3 separate regions of the Anser cygnoides genome follow, and regions 1 and 3 are each linked to region 2. Evidence: chromatin contacts called from public Hi-C data. All regions are on one chromosome and are shown on one strand. Each heading gives the region's core, a stretch centred on a gene start, on an enhancer-like site or on the middle of the called end of the contact. The rest is flanking DNA. Distances are from core to core; before and after follow the strand shown.

Evidence for each region. A called contact is a pair of places that touch in the nucleus more often than the background predicts.
Region 1: a contact with region 2 is called in a Hi-C map of liver, with 2.8 times the contacts expected there. The contact joins the promoter of PROX1 here to the enhancer-like site in region 2. A contact is called at or near these places in 2 of 7 Hi-C or Micro-C datasets (granulosa cells and liver).
Region 3: a contact with region 2 is called in a Hi-C map of liver, with 2.2 times the contacts expected there. The contact joins two enhancer-like sites. A contact is called at or near these places in 4 of 7 Hi-C or Micro-C datasets (granulosa cells and liver).

What each region holds. Positions count from the first base shown.
Region 1 is chr3:20,286,658-20,290,579 of Taihu_goose_T2T_genome, reverse strand. PROX1 (prospero homeobox 1) reads right to left here and starts at 2,437. Exons shown (of 5, transcript XM_048057697.2): 1 at 2,180-2,437. It overlaps LOC136790348 (a long non-coding RNA gene), which reads left to right and starts at 2,673. Exons shown (of 3, transcript XR_010830114.1): 1 at 2,673-2,803; 2 at 3,719-3,922.
Region 2 is chr3:19,948,023-19,952,087 of Taihu_goose_T2T_genome, reverse strand. All of the region lies in intron 11 of RPS6KC1 (ribosomal protein S6 kinase C1), which reads right to left. Among named protein-coding and RNA genes, the nearest start is that of RPS6KC1, 76 kb to the right of the region's middle. Within about 2 kb of position 1,302, at least 2 of the 3 cell types and tissues checked have open chromatin away from gene starts, as enhancers often do. A contact at or near this core is called in liver, where this site is marked.
Region 3 is chr3:20,339,083-20,343,015 of Taihu_goose_T2T_genome, reverse strand. No RefSeq gene overlaps it. Among named protein-coding and RNA genes, the nearest start is that of PROX1, 53 kb to the right of the region's middle. Within about 2 kb of position 2,200, at least 3 of the 3 cell types and tissues checked have open chromatin away from gene starts, as enhancers often do. A contact at or near this core is called in liver, where this site is marked.

The DNA of each region.
Region 1 (3,922 bases), core at 1,188-3,687, 340 kb before region 2:
CCCTCCTACCATGCCGGCTTGGTCCTTGTTATTTCACTCATCATGAAGAAAATAACTCACGTGGACTCTGTGCAGAGACAATACTGAAACGGTTGCAAGACAGATTCCTACTGCAAACTCAGCCCAAGTTCTCCAAAGGTTTTTTCCCATGCTCCACGATGCCGTTAAATCAGAGTCCTTGAATTAGTTAACCTAGCAGTTAGTCTGCACTTTCAGACAGAATAAATCATTATTCAGGGAACTACAACCGTCAGTATTTACAATTCTGCCCCGAATCAAATTAAACTCCAATTTCCAAACCTGTCCAATCTTACGACTGCCTTAATTTATCAGCCGATCATAAAAAAAAAAAAAAAAAAAAAAAAGAAAAAAAAGAGAGAGAAGTCGCATGAACCGGGAGGCCTGCGAGCTCAGCTGGCAAGAAAGTCAGCTGGAGGCACTGCCGGTGCCATTCGGCCAGCGGGATACAGCTCTCGGAATAATTTCATGGGGAGCTGGTAGCAAAAAGTCTCTACCTTGGAGTTTTTACCTCGGCTCCGCTCCTGCGGCGTCGATCCTCTATCCACCCCCCGAGCACCACCGAGCACCTCCCGGCCCGGGATACCTCGGAGAAAGGCCAAAAAGCACCCAAAACGAGCAAGAAGGGGCCGCGGAGGCTTCAAACTTTCCCTGATTGACGGCTGCTCGCAGCCCAACCGAGGGGAGAGGAGCGGGGAGGGGGCTCGGGGGCGGGCAGCGCTGGGCGGCGGGGGGCGCAGCGCCGCGGGCATTGCGCGGCTCGGCCCCGCCAGGTGCTGCCCCTGGCCCCCCCCCCTCCCCCCCCCCCGCATTTTTTTCCCGGAGCAGCGGAGACCCCCGCCCGTTCGGCAGGAGGTTTAGCATCCTCCAGCCTTGCCGGGGACCCCTTCCCGTAGGGGCCCCGCAGTCCGCCTCGGTTTTGGGGTTCTCCCCGACGCGGGGTGCTGACCCCAAAGCCTGCCCCCCCCGCCCCCCCCTCCCGCGCTGTAACTCCGTTTGAACGCATGGCAAAGTGCTTCGGGGCGCTCGGGAACCGTAAAAACGCTCAGGAGGTTCTCCGGCAAAACCTAAGGGAAATAAAATAACCCACCGCCCCCAATGGAATAAACAACCCCAAACAAGCAAACAACCAGAAAGTAGCAGCAACCCGAGCGCTCGGCCACACTGGGCTCCTATCCCGCGCCTCGCATCCCATCTCCCCGTGTGCTCGCTACCTACCGCTCCAATCCCATTTTCTCCGCATTTGCCCAATTCGCAGCTCGTCCCACCCTTGGAAATGACAAAGTGATCGCAACGAGGAGCGGACTAAGAATAATAATAAAAAAAAAAAAAAAGTCCCTGCCCTTCCCGGCCGGGGTTAAAAAGGAGAAGTAACGACATGCAAACGGCAGGCAAATGGGAAGGGACAAAAAGAGCGGCGGCGATAATAAACAAGACAAAGGGGAGCCTCGGAGCACCCGAGCAGGAGTTGGAGGCAGGGGATGGGGAACTTCGGCGGGGGGTAGGAGGAAGCCGGGACCACGAAGAAGGAGCCCGAGAGCCGTCGCATCTCCCGGCCCCGCCGAAGCGCCCCCGAGCCGCGGGACGAGACAAAAAGGAGCCCCCCGGGGGCGAGGGGGGGGTCCCGCGGCGGGGACCTGCGGCCGCCCGGTGGGAAGTCGGGGAATGGGGAGCGGGGTTTGACAGGGGGGCTTGTCCACACCCCCCACACCCTTCCCATTCCCTGGGTCATCTAAAGCAGCCCCAAGTGGGAATTAAAACAAAAAAACAAAAAACAAAAAAAAAAGAAGGAGAAAGAAGAAGGAGAAAGAAGAAGAAGGAGAAAGAAGAAGAAGGAAAAAGAGAAAGAAAAAGGAGAAAAATAGAAGGGAAAAAAATAGAAGGAAAAAGATATAGGAGAAGGGAAAAATAGAAGGAAAAATAGATGGAAAAGAAATAGAAGAAGGAGAAAGAATAGAAGAGGGGAAAAGAACAGAAGAGGGGAAAAGAACAGAAGAGAGGAAAAGAATAGAAGAGGGGAGAAGAAATAGAATAAGGTAAGAGAAGAAAAAAGAAATAGAAGAAGGAAAAGAATAGAGGGGGAAAATAGAAGGAAAAAACAGAAGAAGGAAAAAAAGAAGAGGGAAAGCAGGGGCTGAGGAGAGAGGGAGAGGATACTTACTCGGTGCAGAGGCGACGAAACTGAGCCTCTCTTTTTTTTTTTTTTTGCCGGTGCAAAGAGGGAGAAAGGGCGACGCGCACATGCACGGCGCGCCCGCGCCCCGCTCGCTCACACGCGCGCTCGGAGCAGCGCCGCTGCTGGGGGCTGCGGGGGCTGCGCGGGGCTGCGCGGGGGAGTGTGCGGGGCCGTGCGGGGCTGCGCGGGGCTGTGCGGGAGCGTGCGAGCGTGCGGCGCCGTGTGCGCGGCGAGTGTGCGGGAGCGTGGCGGGGCAGGGCTGGGCAGGGCTGGGGCTGGGCTGGGGCTTGGGGCAGGGCTGGGGCTGGCCGAGCCGAGCCGAGCCTGGCCAAGCCGAGCCGCGCCGCGCCGAGCCGGGCGCTCCGCACCGCCCCAAGATTTACTTTAAGACACAGCTGAAGGAAACAGGAAGACCCGACGTCACGCTCCGAGTGACGTGGGCCCGGCCCGGCGCCCAATCGGCAGGCTCCTTGGGCCGGGGGGGGGCCGGCGAGAATTTGGCAGGAGCCGGGGGAGGGCTCCGGGGGGGCCCCGACACCGCCCCGGTCCCCCCCCGCCGGCCGGCGGCGTGGGGCGCGCACCTGCGTGGGGCCGAAAACTTCGCCCGAAGTCGGCCCCGGGGGCGAGGGGGCGAGGGGGGGGGGGCGAGGGGGGGCTCCGTGGGGGATGCCCGGGGGTGTCCGGGGGTGCTGCGTGTGCGCGGGGGGGTCCACGCGTGTTTCCAAGCGTCCCCGCGCCCCGCCGCGCTTGTGCCGCGCGTGGGGCAGCGCGATGGGGAGCGGGGCGCTCCGAAAGTTTGGGGCAAGTGGCGGCCACCCCGAGGCGGCTGCCAGCCGGCTCCCGCTTTAAAATCGATAGGGGGAAAATTAAATTCTTCTTCTTATCGGCTCTCAGCGGCAAAAAGGAAGGATGCTCCCGGCCGGGCCGGCGGCGCAGCGCCGCGGTGTGCGAGCAGGGAGCGCCCGGCTGCTGCCGCTGCGGAGCCGAAATTTGGCCCGGGGAGCGAGGGCAGGCACCGCACCCGCGGCTCCTGTTGGCTTCCCCCCCCCCCGGCAGCCCCCCGACCGCTTTTCCCCATCTGGGGCTCCGGAGCGGAGCCCCCCGGCCGGCCTCACGCGTGGGTGCGCGCAGGGTGCCGGCACCCCCTGTGCCTGCCCCGGGCACGGGCACCCGACGGCTGCAGGAATTTGGGACCCCAAAGCTGCCCCCCAGCCGGGACCAGGCTCCCTCTGCCCCAGCGGGACCGGGGTCACGCATGGGGCCGCAATTCCCCGGGACAGGCTGCGGGGGGGTGATTTTAGGGGCCACCTTTAGGAAAAAGGGGTGCTGAGCCCCTGCCTGGGTCCCCGCGCGTCCATCGCGCCTTGCCAGGTGCCAAATTCAGGCTCCCCTTGTAGCCCTAAGTGCTGCAGGGGCTGCGGAACAAGGGTGCAGAAGTGTGCCTGGACGCGGGGGGAGATAGGCTAAATCTGGCGGGTGAGTGACTCTCCTGAATTCTTTCCTTTTTTTTTTTTTTTTTTAAAGGACACTGGGATTTGTGCAGAGGTGAAGCTGAATGGTGCAAACTCAGATATATAATAACTAACTGCCTCTGCCAGTGGGCTCGTCACCACTGGGGCTCAACTTCGCTTCAACCACCACTGGTTTGCTCGAGGCGGAGGAAAGAGAAACTGAGGCACTGCGGGTGCAGCGGCGTCCCCACGGTCAAGCAGACTGGGTCTCTTGCAC
Region 2 (4,065 bases), core at 53-2,552:
ATTTTTGTCTTGTGCAGAAAATAAAAATTATAGCACACAGGCTAATAATAGCATCCAGCAATTTTTATTTTAATGCCATATGCTTTAGGTTATCAGCTGCGCTTCACATCTGTATTTTCAATTGTCTACAAGTACAAGTTACATCTTCATTTGGGAGCATGAAAATCAGGCTGCACACTGAAACATTTTGGTCTGTTTTGGGGCAAAATCGTTTACCTAGAAAGCCTTCTTTTTAGTTACATTTTGCATTGTGTACAATTAGTATCAGGTTAGATAAAACCAAATATATATTTATATGCAGGCTTCTGTGAAGGCTAGTTTTTGTCAGTAAGGCTTGATTATAGCGCACAGCTTCTGAAAGCATGAGAGTAATACGATGCATTACTGATGGCCAGTTTCCTACTTTTATTTCCTACAAAGCTAAGCTTCCCAATCTCAACAAGCAAGTCTCCAGTTTTTAGTAAATGCAGCGTGGAGAAAACTCACGGTGTGGACAAGAAAGAAAAAAAGACTCCGACGAGAGCACAGTTCTGAAATCTCATCCTCTGATAACTCCACAGGGATACGACAGAACTTAGGCCCGGTGCTGGAAAGAGAGCTTAGAGAGTGTAAATAAAAACACTTCATTCACACACCGTATTTACATGTTACCTTAGACCAGCAAGCCACTTCTACGACATCCTGCTTTACAGGTTAGCTGGAAAAAGTACCTAAAAGATTTCTCTTTACATGTAAATCCTCGACTTAATCTGTTTTAGCTGGAAACAGACCCGACTAGCCTGTGGCTTTAGACAATCTTGTCGTTCTCATAAGTATTAAGCACACTATGGAGGGGCTTTCTAAAAAGAAAAGTTACCCATTTTATTTTAAAACTCACACTATCAAGAATGGAAAATAATTGTTACTCTGCTTAAAAGGTAACAACATTTTGTATTTAGGATCACAAAGATTGCAAAACCGATACTTAAATAACAGAAGGTGATCATTTGCATTTCAAAATTCATCTATCTTGCTTTTCCCTCAATTAGACCAAAACATGTTGATTCACAGGTTTGTGTGTGCGTTTGTTTCTTTTTTAAACTTATTTATAGTGCAGAATAATGGCCCCCCTGCTAGGCTGGCATTTGCTCAAGTTTCTGTCCGTGTAAATTGAATCTGTTACTGGAATTTTCCCCCCTTCAGAATACCAAGGCACATTAACCAAGAGATAAAGAGATACACTGCTGATACTATCAGCCACCGGGCAGGTGGATAACGTGAGGGGTTTTTTTTGTTAGTTTTTGTGGGGTTTTTTGGACAAATATGTGATAAGAGTTCTCAGGGGGCACCGAGAGCAAAGGGCTATTTAAACAGAAGTGAATCATTCTCGTCTGATCTGCTAATAACTTTGTATTCAGACATCAGCTGCTTAGCACACTTTAAAACACCCAGAAAACAAAATTACTGTAGAGAAAAGTGAAAACCAAAGAAAGCACAACAAAACATGTGAGCCTCACATTAGTCACCTTAACCGTATTAACACGGCAAAAAATCTCAGTGACAAGTGCTTAATTTCTTCTTTAAAAGCAAATAGGTTACTCTTGGCCAAAACCCCCACAGTTTTACTTCAAGTGGTGTTGAGTTTATAGGGGATGATTTATAATCCGCCATTTCCCTGGTGGTTTAGAGAAACAACATTTGACTTATCATAGGTGAACAGCAAAGATTTAGTTTGGCCATTAATCAAAGTATAGCACGGGCTCTACTTTCAAGCATCTGCAGCTTTGTTGTTCCAGTAGTTGCTTCAGCATCAACTTGTTTTTTAAGTAGAAATATGCGGGAGTAAAAAGACTTAGCCCGTTTTACCAAGATTCAACGGCACTACAACACTCTACAACTCCGAGCTTGTAAGTACAACCCTTGTATGCAAATCCTTGCAAATAAACCTCGTCTTCAGCCTCCAGCCCTTCTGTAAAGTGAGGCAAATTAGAGGCAGCAAGAGCCACAGCAACATCCATTAATGGTACAATGCCACCTGCCGTCACCAGTGCACAAGTGCAGCTTCTTGCCGAAGATTTATTCCTGCTTTTAATTTACGCACGATATAAAACGACAATTGCTATTTCAAACAGAATGAAGTATACTGTCAGCAGGAAACGGCACGCAGCTATTTAAACTATTCCGTCCCCCATCTTTCTGACACTTCTCCATTTATAATGGTTGGATTTATTCTGTTACTTTATACATATATTGCATAATCCCTTTTATATGCATGCAGTCAACAACTCTCCGTTTTTCATAGGATAACAGGAGCTGAGCAAGCCCTCGCTATCCACCGCGGAAAGGATCTGATCGCTGCTTCTGTACCGACACCACCTTCCTTTGCTTTAATACACAGTTACACGCTTGGGTATGAAAACCTCAAACACAAACTCCTAGGGTCCTGTAAGCAAACCCCAGCACACAGCTGGGCTTCTACCCTCCCCTGAGTCTGAAGAGCTTCAACATCAATACGTTACTACCCCTAGCCCCTCCAGAAATTAGATTCTGATATATGAATTGTAGAATTTAGATCCCATATTTTCCTCCAACCAATAAAGCGACTTAAAATTCAAATACACCCTCAGACACTTCACCACTAAGCACATTATATAACTTGTCATGTAAAAGAGTAACACCTAAAACCTTACCAATTAAAAAGATAAAATGGTTTCAAGTACAATTTTATATCTTTCACATAACTCTGCAATACAATTTCCTACCTATTTTAAATTGAACATATCCTTCAATCTATTTAACTTTCACATTCATTCTCTCCTTTTTCTACCTATGAAATTTGCTCCTCAAAAACCAATGCAGACCTGTTCTCAGACTGTAACACCAGACCCTAACAGACAGTGCTTTGGCAAAGACATCTTCCCTTTCTTGCATACTTTTAACGAGAGCATTAAAATAACGAAAAATTGAAAGTATGTTACATATAAACTTACCATATCCAAAACCTACTCTGTCCTGAGCTCAGATGAAAACACACACCAAGCTAAACACACGCAGACAAAATTTGCCAAGCCAAGTTTCACTGCATCTTCCAGTTAGAAGTGAAAAGGAGAGGTCAAGTACCCAGACGTATGGCAACACAGCCCACAACACCGGACACACCAGGAACATTCAAAACAAGATAAAGACTCACTTTGAGTCACTTTATTTAGTCGCTGTGTTGTATTATGATGAAATAAATAAATAAATCATAAGACCTGATTAAATTTCATGAAGATCACTAGTTCATCTCTACAAAATTGCAGCCTTTTCTTCAGCAGGAAAAAAAGCAAGCTGTGAGAAACATTTCTGATCAATTCCAAAGAGCAATTGAAAAGAATTAAAAAAAAAAAAAAAAAAAACACAAACTCGCCAATTTACCTTAGCATCCTGAATTGAAACACAACTACCATTTCAAAATGGTTAACCAGGAAGCTGCTTGAGGAGCAATTGTCATGATAAAGGAGAGAAAGAGACGGGCTCCGGGGACACCACACACTTCTCAAAGGGAAAAACGATCATCCAGGTAAGGCCTGTTTTCCTGTAATGTTGGAGTGTTCCTGAAGAAAGCCCACTAATGGGATTATTTTTATTAATACTGATCAAATGTTTCAGGGCAAGACTTTGCAGCAGCAGTAACCCTAAGAAAGTTACGTTGGCCTCAGCTATACGCATAAGTTAAGGTATGCGTAGTAAACCTTTACACAGAACAAAAATGGCTCCAAAATATATTTTGCACTGCTAAGTTATTGCAAGTACTACTCTACTATGCAAAAATTATCATGAAATAGCTACACTAAAATCTGAGTACACTCTGAACAAATAATGCTAAGATCAAGAAATACGAAAGGTAAGACTCATAGAGCAGTATCAGTTCAGCTGTCTTGCGTCTACCTAATATTTGCACTTGCAAATCACCCTGCAGCTCACCAGTTACAGACACGCAAAGCGAACTCCAGTTTGGGGTAGGGCAGAGAGGAGAGGGCAACTTAACCAAGGAAAACCCAGATGGATACCACACCTGCGCTGTGAGGTGGAAATAATGATGGT
Region 3 (3,933 bases), core at 951-3,450, 390 kb before region 2:
TGGCCCCCACCTTCTTCCCCGTGCCTAAGAATTTGCCATATTCAATCTTTAGGCTCTGAACCCAAATGCCCTTTGAAAGTGAATTTATGATCACTTCATCACGCTGTCTATTAGCTCACTTCCTAACAAATAGGATTGAGAAATATATGGCAGGAACTGCAACGGCACATTTCCAACTAATGGTTAAAATGTCAGGGTGATAATGTACAAGTGCGTCTGCCCTCAAACACAAAATCAAATGCAGCTTTACAAGGGCTGTCGCCATTCCACTTTAGTTAAAGACTTGCAAGCTTCCTTCTTCCCCTTTGCAGGGCTGCAGTTTGGAAGCTGCTGCATCTCATCAGGGCTCGGTTTGCCAGTGCTGTACTGTACTTCATTAGGCAGCTCTATTTAATGGTTTCAACAAAAGCCATCATTTTAGCCCAACTGCCTTGACTAAATTAAAATTTCCAATCTCTGTTTTAGTGTTCTGCAACTGATGTATACATAAGCAAAACTGGTCAACATCTGCCAGGGGGTTGGCCAAAAGTTCTGTAAAGATGTACTTCACATTTCTGAAGCATGTGCAAAGTAACAACGTACTTATCCTCCTGAGGGCTCTCATGATTTTACTTCACCATTTGTTCAGACACACTTTAGCAGCATATAAGCCATACAGTTGATTCTCCCCTTGGTTGCAGTTTTATCTGTAGTGTCATTTTGAGTAATTGGGGTATGGTAGCTGATCAACTTTCAGGTTTCTCATTGGCAGAAAGGGACTGTATTGGCACCAAGAAAGAATATGATGGGTCCTCTCGGTGCCTGAGCAAGTGTCCCTCTTTTGCACTTGGCTACCCAAGGCCATTAGAAAATAAGCTTAATAAAGCAACTCAGTGTATACATCTTAACTATTCCCAGCCAAGGGGATGCAGCTATAGAAGAAATATTTTAAACCAATATGAAAGATGGTAAATGTACATATTTAGTCAGTGATCTGTGAAAGTTTTTGAATTAGTTTTTAAAGCTTTGTTAAGACCAGAACGCACAGATGTTGAAAACAAGTTCAGATGTAGCGACAGATGGTATTTGATTATGAAGCAGACTGTTCATATAATACAAAGATGCTGCTTCTGCCATACACAAGTAACTGCAGAGAGTGCAGTAGAAATTTTGGAAGGCAGAGCAGTTCAAGAGGTTCTTTGTGCGGCAATAACTTTCACGTTTTTCCAGCAGTGCTTAGAATTGGGATAATTTTCTTTCTTTTGCAGTCAACACCCTCGCTGCCCCCCCGCCCCACCCCCTTTTCTGCCCTGTTGTATCGCTGCCTTGCACTTTTTGATTCTCTTTTCAGGTCATTTGAAATCGGGTTAAGGATAAATACACTTCGTTTATGTTTACGGAAGAACAAAGTTCCCCAGGGTTAATAATAACAATAATAATTATGATATATTCCTGATATCATCTGTTAAAATAAACAAAGAAGAGCACCGCATTTTGGATAAATCCTGAATTCTGCCAGTGACGTGGCCCAATATCCAGAATCGCAGGGCAGTTGTTTAGGTCTTTTGCTGGGGTGGACATACGTGCTGACTCGCTGCGGCTGCCGCCGCATTGACCTTGTTGAGACTGCGGTCATCCCCCTTCCACTTCCCTCCTCAAAAACCCCCAGAACGGCTCTGACATCTGCAAACACCGGCAGTTTGCTCTCCTGGGTTTGGGATAGAAGCCCTGGGGCAACCCCGGCCTTCCCGTGGGGCACGCAGGGCTGGGCACGGGCAGCTCCCCGCCGCCGGGGACATTTTCCTGGCTGCCACGGGGGCCACAGCGGGGGCCTGGGCAAGGCCAGTCGCCCCCGGGAGTGGCAGCTGCGGCAGGCGAGGGGCTGCCCAACGCTCTGGAAATTTCTGCAAGGGCACACACGCCGTCCAAGCAGGAGGCCCTGCCCTCCTGTGAGCGTCGGGCCTGGCCAACGGGCTCACAAAAATCCTCGGGGAGAGGATTCACCAATTTGCCCGTTGTCCCTCCTCCCCCAGGTTCTCCAAAAGCAAACGAGCGGGTAAACCAGTGCTTTAAAACATCGGGATGGGAAGGGGTGCCGGAAAGCACCGTCCCTACTCGGAAACAGGCCGGCACGGCAGCAGCACGTAGCTTGCGCAATTTAAAGCAGGGGCTTTGCGAGGGCTGCCCGCGAAGCCCTCGCTCTGTTAACGAGTAACAGCGGATGTTAATGAGTAACGCGGAGGGCTGGCAGCGGCCCCGCAGCCAGGCGGGTGGCCGGAGGGCCCAGCGCTATTCCTAGCCCCGCAGCGGGGGTCCTGGGGAGGAGGTGCTGCCATAACGCCCAGATTCGTGTAAGAAAGCTGGGAAATTTATGTCAGGTTTTGCCAACTCTAGCTGCACGCGTTTTAGTAGGGATAGGTCGGAATACACCCCTTGATCCGAGCATCCTTAGGCTCCCTGGCTGTTTGCGATCTGAGGCGAGCTCGGGGTGTGCATTTTCCCAGTCAGCCTTGACGGAGGTTTGAGCCTCAGCCTCGCGGGCTGCGTGAGCCTCCTGCAGCACGCCGGGGGCTTCCCCTGAGCGCCCCACGGGCCTCTGGCACGCACAAGGACAGGTACGTCCCTGGTCTGAACAGCCACTCCACAGCCCTGGACAGGGGCTGTGATTTCCCAGCTTTGTGTCCATCTCCCAGAAATGGTAAAATTCTGAAAGTATTATTCTAAAGTGCCTCCACTTCAGAGAAATCTGGGCTCAGGGTTTTGACCGGAGCTTCATCTCTTCCTTTAAAAGCTCTGACCAAATTATTGAGCTGATAAGCGATTCCCCTTGGTTTTACATGCGCTGGCATGAATTATCCTTGAGTGCTGCATATTAGGGTTGTTTTGTACTAAAAGGTGTTAAACACTTGTAATAAATATTTTTCCTTATTTCCCCTAGGACACAGTTCCATCTCTGGTTGGTGAAGCATAAAAAAGAGCTGTCATGCCCAGTTTTAATAGGCAATAGGATTTCAAGCCCCAAGAGTTGTTTCACAGTCTGGCAGTGGCCATAATGAAACTGGCCACTGTTGCCACAAGACTTTTTCCTCTCATGCGTTCTCCCCTGTTACCTCCCACAGCTGCTTGACTGGCAGGTCTCTTGCAAACTGCAAACATATTTACATTGGAGCTGGTAGTATTTCTTTAGCTATCTGTGTCATCTTTCCCTCTCATCTTTTTTTTTTCTTTTTTTTCTTTTCTGTTCTTTTTTTTTTTTTTTCCCCCCTAGTGAGGGACTCAACCTTAAGTCTAATTTTAAAGAATAAAATTAAACTCTGCAAGCAATTAACTGCCTCTGAGTGTGAACAGCAGTTCATTTTCATGTGTTTTGTTGGGAAGCAAAGCGCTTGTTTGTTTGTTTGTTTTTTCACAGTGACTCCCAAATAAATGGGAAAGTACCACTATTCACTTGCCTAGGATTTATTCATGAAAATGCAATCGCATTCTCCCAGGCTCTGGGCAGCGCGAGGTGGGGGATCTTTTTTTCTGCACCGGAGCTGGTGCCTCACTCTGCTTTGCAGCTCTGGAAAGAGACAGGCTAGCCTAAGCCAGCAAGAATTCATTTGGATGGCTAAAAAAAAATCACAACAAAAAAGTAAATATAATATACCTCTCTCACCTCTTTGAGGCACACGTGTGTTAGGGATACTAGTAGGCTGTACACAGAAATTTGCAGTGTGACAAATGATGGGTTTTCTGCACCCCACCGATCAATCAGGCTTTAACAGGCAGCTTCTCAGCCCCCCTTTCCCCCCACTTTTATTGAAACGCAGGCCTTGCAACGTGCCCAGAGGGTCAGAGACTTGGACCAGGCAGGGAAGCAGCCCCCCCCCACACACCCCCCCTTTATCAAGCAGTGCTGCCACCACCATGGGAGCCCTCCATCCCCGCTGAACAATAAGCTCTAGCGAAGAT